Linked DNA regions of Mus musculus: region 1 is linked to region 2. A link is a contact called in public promoter capture Hi-C data. All regions are on one chromosome and are shown on one strand. Each heading gives the region's core, a stretch centred on a gene start, on an enhancer-like site or on the middle of the called end of the contact. The rest is flanking DNA. Distances are from core to core; before and after follow the strand shown.

Region 1 (2,909 bases), core at 264-2,763, 700 kb after region 2:
AATATAGCATTTAGAAATGACTTCATTGGGTAACAAAGCTTAGAGTCATGCCTTTGAGATGGCTGAGTCTTTTCTAAATCCGGAAACGTTTATAAGAGGGCTATCATTGACACGTTATACTAACTTATACTTCCTCGGTAGACTTCACAAGGATAGAACTCTTCATGTAGTGCCAAAGTCACAAGACACCTGGAAGGGGGCAGCCACCCTAGTGGGCATGTGGGGTTGGAGACCAGATGCACCTGGACAAAGGACAAAGAATTCTCACTTCCCCCGGAAGGGCTCTGCATTCAGCTGCCTTGGAGATTTCTCTGAATTCCACCAACCCTTTCTTATCACTTCCTGCCTTGTTTTCATTTTTTTTCTCACTTTAAAAAAAAAAATCAGTCTAGAAGTTTCTCAGGCATTTACAAAGTATCCATTAAAACACACACATATATACAATACTAAATACATAAAATCCTGAGGCAGTTTTAAAATAAAGTATTTTATATTTATCTTTTTATAAGAACAATAATCCATTTGGCTCTTGTGATTTTTTTACTTTATTATATTTATACATGTATAATTAAGAGTTGACTAGATTCTGCAGACATTTCATTACATTTTTTTTTTAACTTCAATTTTCCAGTTTCCTTATTTTGGAAGCCCACTCCCACCTGAGGTCCATGAACCTTTCTAAGGCACTTGAACCACTGGTTCTTTAGCCCTAGGGGCTATGACAACAGCACAGGAATCCTGCAAGCCCTACCCAGTTCCTCTTCCATAGAGAGCTGGAATGAATGAGTGAGTGAACAAATGAAGTCGCTCTCTGGTCTTCTCTGCCAGGCCCGTTTGCTTCTCGTATTTTTGGAATCTCAGCCCTGCCTAAGAGGCAGAGCAAGCAAACATCCAACTGCGGCGGGTCACGAGAGGAAGGAAGCATCAGTAAGGGGGGACTCCGGCCGCCACAGGGTTGCAGCCCGGTCAGGACAGAGCTTTAGCGCCCAGCCCGAGAGGCTCCCCTCCCCCACTGCAGGTGAGCCGCAAGCAGCGGCTCCCACCCACTGAAGCTCCAGGGTGACGTCAGGCCTCAGGACCGCGCTCCGGCCCCGCCCCTGCAGGCAGCTCCGGGAGCTGGCGATTCCTCGGCGAAAGCCGGTCCCGCTGAGGGACCCAGTGGCTGCGGCAAGCCTACGGGCCGCAGAACGCTCGAGTGGGTTGCAGCGGCGGCCCGACGCAATAGAGAGACGTGACCAGTGGGAGCTGGTGACTTGTGCTGCGGTACACCTGCCCCACTGTCCACCCAGCCCTGACTAGCGCAGCGCGCACACCCCAACAAGATCGGCGATCTCTGCCTCGCGGGATCGCCAGGCTCCTAGTTTCAGCTGTCCATCTCCCTCCAGAGTCAGCCAATCACCCGCCACTGCCCCGGCCGCACCTCCCGGAGTCTCTGACAGGCGTGAGTAGCAGCCTATGAGATTGGGAGTCTGTGGGTCTAGGTCGGGAGCGGGAGCCAATGAGCATCATTCCAGGTGGGTGGAGGGAGCGGGACTTGGGAAGGTAGCTTCGTTCGGGTTGCTAACGTCTTTCCTGGGAGATGGGCGCGCAAACCGACCAGTGGGTCTGGGGGCGGCAGTGATGGGCGTGGAGATGGCCCAATGAGGGTGGGAGTGGGTGGGGCAGGCGCGAGCAGCAGTGCTAAAGGAGCCCGGCGGAGGCAGCGGTGGGTTTGGAATTGAGACGCTGGATCTGTGGTCGCTGCTGGGGACGTGTGCCGGCGCCACCATCTTCGGCTGAAGGTGAGACGAGCAGTTGCCCGGGTCCGAGTGCGGCGTTCCGGGAGTGGGGACGGTTGAGGGAACAGGAGGGGAGGAACCGGGGCTGGGGAACTGGGCGAGCCTGGAGCACAGAGACGGAGCCCAGGCGGGAGCTGGGAAAGGGAGACTGGGCAGTGGAGAGCGGAGCTTGTGGAGATGACGAGACCCCAGTGTATGGAGATGAAGAGACCCCTGGAGGGGTGGGAAATGGGGTCCTTGAGAATGAGACCTCTTCATGGATCAGGGCCAGGTCATACGTGAGGACGACTCTTGAAAGGGATGAGAATGGAGATCTGGGGATGGGGATGTAGGGACCAACTCCTGGTTGCATTGGATCCCTGGAAGCGTGGGGTTGGGAGGTGAGTGCCCTAATAAGAGGCCGGAGGCGCCCGGCGTGTCTATCTCCTTTTAGGAGAGGACTGAGTCCTGGGATGTGATCTTGGTGCTGGGGGCCCAGGAAGGAAAGGGGACCCTGGGTGGGTTGCACCGTGGGTTAGGTGGAGTTAGATTTCCCCGGGTGCGACTGAAAGGTTCTCCGAAGACTCAGAAGGCGGACCCTGGATCTGTGCGGTTTAGGGACCAGTGGCCTGAAACTGCATGGTCTTGGGAGCATGCGACGGATGAGAGGCTCCAGAGCTGGTCTCGGGAAGGAGGGCTGGAGCTAGACCTCATGCCACGCTCGCTGGGGACCGTGGTGGACCGGGAGGTGGACACCGGGCGAGGCCTGGGCCGTTGGGGAGAACGAGGCGGGAAATGTGGCCCGGGCGCGTTGTAGCGGAGCGGCCGGGGGGAGGGTCAGCCGTCGCCTCTGGATCGCTTTATTGTGTAAGTGATCTGGTAATGGCTCGCCGCAGAATCTCTCCCTAGCCTTCTGTAGTTAGGGTGTCATACTCTGATCCTATAAAATCGAAGTGGATTTGGGTCGGAGGGAAGTTGAAGCTGTGGAGTCCTTGGCGTTGGCGGGGCTTTGTGGGCCTTTGGTGGGCGGATGCGGCCCAGGGACCCGAGAGGCCCCCAGTCAGGCCTCTCTGGGAACTGGGGCCTTAGGAGGTGGCCAGTCGGTGCGTCTGACCTGAACTGGTGAGGTTTGGGTAACGGGGTCTCTGCCTA
Region 2 (3,096 bases), core at 401-2,900:
CAATCAGGTGTCTGCACTAAGTCTGGCATCACTATGATGTCCTGGTAGTGGGGACCAGTTGGTTGCCCAAGGCATAAACTGGCTCAGTTTGGAAAAATAGACCCTCTCTCATCTTAAATCATGGAATGTTTTATTTCAGTTTAATGGTTTATAAGAAGGATTTGCACTCAATAGTGCCTAGATTTCTTAAAGAATCATTTATTTATATTTTATAGTACTGATTTTTTTTTGTTCGTTTTGTTTTTTGAGACAGGGTTTCTCTGTATAGCCCTGGCTGTCTTAGAACTCACTCTGTAGACCAGGCTAGCCTTGAACTCAGAAACCCGCCTGCCTCTGCCTCCCAAGTGCTGGGATTAAAGGCGTGCGCCACCACTGCCCGGCTATAGTACTGATGTTAACACAAGACCACTCTTCTATCAGTAGGCAGTTCATTGGCTGGCTCAGACAGCGTGCAAACGGAATATTTATCCATTTAATTGTACCCAGAAACATGGTAACCCTTAGCTTTTCTGTAAAGGTGTGCTGACACCAGTGAAGCGCTGTTTTTATCTAATGAGCCCATGGTAGGTACGAAAGGCAGCTAACTAAACACTGCGTTCCCTGGCAATGTAATAAACTGTGGATATGGATGCAAGAATACTGTGATAGAGTGCACAGTGCCTAGTGTGTGTGGCCATTGCCATCTCTGCCTCTCAGGATGTGGCAGCCCGAAGCCCGCACTGAGAGCACTTGCTCTCTGTAGGATGTAGTCCCCGGAACACCCATACAGTGACATGACACATACCATGGCAGGAAGTAGAGTGAACTCTGCAGAAGAGCAAGTGCATTGCCCTCTGTGTCAGTGTGAGCCTGTGTAGTAGGCGAGGTCATGGGACCCAGCACTTGTCACTTGCCTTTTTTTTTTTTAATGTATTTTTGCTTCTTGATGGAAATTTTAAGTATCTTGATGTCAGGGATCAAAGACTACACAGTGCTTAAAGAGTCTCTCCTAAATGAAGGAGCACCTCTCTACTTCTCTGTGTCTGTCTCCCCAAAGACCTATCCTACAGCTATAGAGTATACGGAGTATACAGCAGGCACACTTGAACACAGCACATTTTTGTTGACTGAAAGCCAATCCAAGATGTGATAGGACACTTCAGGAACTAAACAGCTGGGACTGTTAGGTGTGCTTATGCAAAAGCTTTCTCTGCGACTCAGAGGTCCAGGTTGTCTCATCACAGGGCTGTGCTGTTGTAACACAGGCCATATATCCTGTGGATGGGGTAGAGAGAGAAGTGGGGCACTATACCCTCTTAGGTGATTTGTCCTGCAAATATCTTACCCTCTGCCCATTGACTGGAGGTGGTCACATTGGCTCCAACCTTCCTGTGAGGGAAGCTGGGGACTATGATACCAAACTGGGGCTGGGGAAGCATGTACTCTGTGCCTCTCTGGTTCTTTTGAGTAATTTGATAGGTCAGTAAGAGACAGCACATCAGACTGCAGAATACAGAACCATTTAAGCCAAACAGCACCGGGCAGGCATGGAAACACACACTTGAGCCAGTGAGCAGAATAGAGAATCCGGAAGCAAAGCCACACAGCTGCAGCCGTCTGAGCCTCCACACGGCAGCAAAGACAGCCTCTTTAACAGATGGCACTGGGAAAACTGGATACCCACATTTTACAGACAGAAACTAGATGTCTGACTCTCACCCTGTACAAAAAGCAGTCTATACATGGAGCAAAAACTGTGCAAGACCCCAAAGTCTGAGTCATCTAGAAAAACACATTTCAAGATTGGGGCATAGACAGCACTTTATAAATAGGACTCTAACAGCTCAGAGGATAGTACAATTTGACAAGTGGGGAATGCCTCAAAATAGGAGGCTGATGGTAGCTGGGAGTGTGGATTAGAGTCTGAAATCCTGAAGTTCCTAGTACCTAAATCAATAAATGGCTCCCACATACACAAGGAGACTGATGGTGCAGTCTACAGAATGTCACAGAGCCTTGTGGCTTTCCTTCTGACAGACATGTAAACATGAAAGATCCAACAGACCTGTTCAGAGAAGGCCAGATGAACCGATCTAACACTTTTCAAAAGTATGATGGGTTAGCAAGGTCACGGAGAGTCCAAAGCTCTACACCCTCAGCCATCAGGGATGCAACTCAGGTTACTAAGATTCTGTCTTACCCTAATGGCTGCCATCTGGAAAAGAAACGGCAACAAACACCGGAAAGAGTGGGAGTAACGCCTGGCAGAAGCTGTTGTGGGAACCATTATAGAGTGCTTCAAAAAGAAAATCATTATAGAATGCCTAAAAAAAAAAAAAAAAGAGTAGACCTAGTATATGATCCAGCAGTACCACTCCTTAGGATTAGACCCAGAGGGCTGGTGAGATGGCTCAGCGGATAAGAGCACTGACTGCTCTACCAAAGGTCCTGAGTTCAATTCCCAACAACCACATGAAGGTTCACAACCATCTGTACAGCTACAGCGTACCAATAAACATAAAAATAAATAAATAAATCTTTTTTTTTTAAAAAAAAAAGGCTGGGTGTGGTGGCACATGCCTTTAATCCCAGCACTCGGAGGCAGAGGCAGGTGGATTTCTGAGTTTGTGGCCAGCCTGGTCTACAAAGTGAGTTCCAGGAGAGCCAGGGCTAAAGAGAGAAACCCTGTCTCGAAAAACCGAAAAAAAAAAAAAAAAAAAGGAATAGACCTAGAGGGACCAAAACCATCATATACTAGATACTTGCATCCCTGAGTTTAAACCAGCACCATGCGTGATGGCTGTGCTTGGGAATCAGCCTAGGTGGTGATGGAAGAGTAGAAAATGGATCTAAATGCTATAAGCCATAAGAAGAATGAAATTAGGCTGTCTATAAGAAAATGCAGTCACACGTTTGCATGTGAGTTCAGGTGCCCATGGGGGGAATAAGTTCGGTTATCATGCAGTTAGGATTCTCTCAGCCACAGGGAACAGATGGTACTACCAAGTCTGCTTAAAGAAAGCATCCCCATGAAGGAGACCCCACATTAAACGCTGGCTAACTCAGCTGCCTGGTGCTGCCCTCCGTCCCTACGCTCTCCTCCTCTGCCTTGCTCAG

What was found. Promoter capture Hi-C pulls out the DNA fragments that hold promoters and counts their contacts.
Region 1: a contact with region 2 is called in a promoter capture Hi-C map of hippocampal neurons, with 2.3 times the contacts expected there. The contact joins the promoter of Myh10 here to the enhancer-like site in region 2. A contact is called at or near these places in 2 of 39 promoter capture datasets (cranial neural crest and hippocampal neurons) and 7 of 115 datasets of contacts at active chromatin or transcription factors (the NIH/3T3 cell line, astrocytes, embryonic forebrain and 3 more).

What each region holds. Positions count from the first base shown.
Region 1 is chr11:68,690,402-68,693,310 of GRCm38.p6, forward strand. Myh10 (myosin, heavy polypeptide 10, non-muscle) reads left to right here and starts at 1,514. Exons shown (of 41, transcript NM_175260.2): 1 at 1,514-1,781.
Region 2 is chr11:67,989,766-67,992,861 of GRCm38.p6, forward strand. All of the region lies in intron 4 of Stx8 (syntaxin 8), which reads left to right. Among named protein-coding and RNA genes, the nearest start is that of Stx8, 25 kb to the left of the region's middle. Within about 2 kb of position 1,651, at least 10 of the 459 cell types and tissues checked have an H3K27ac peak or open chromatin away from gene starts, as enhancers often do. A contact at or near this core is called in hippocampal neurons, where this site is marked.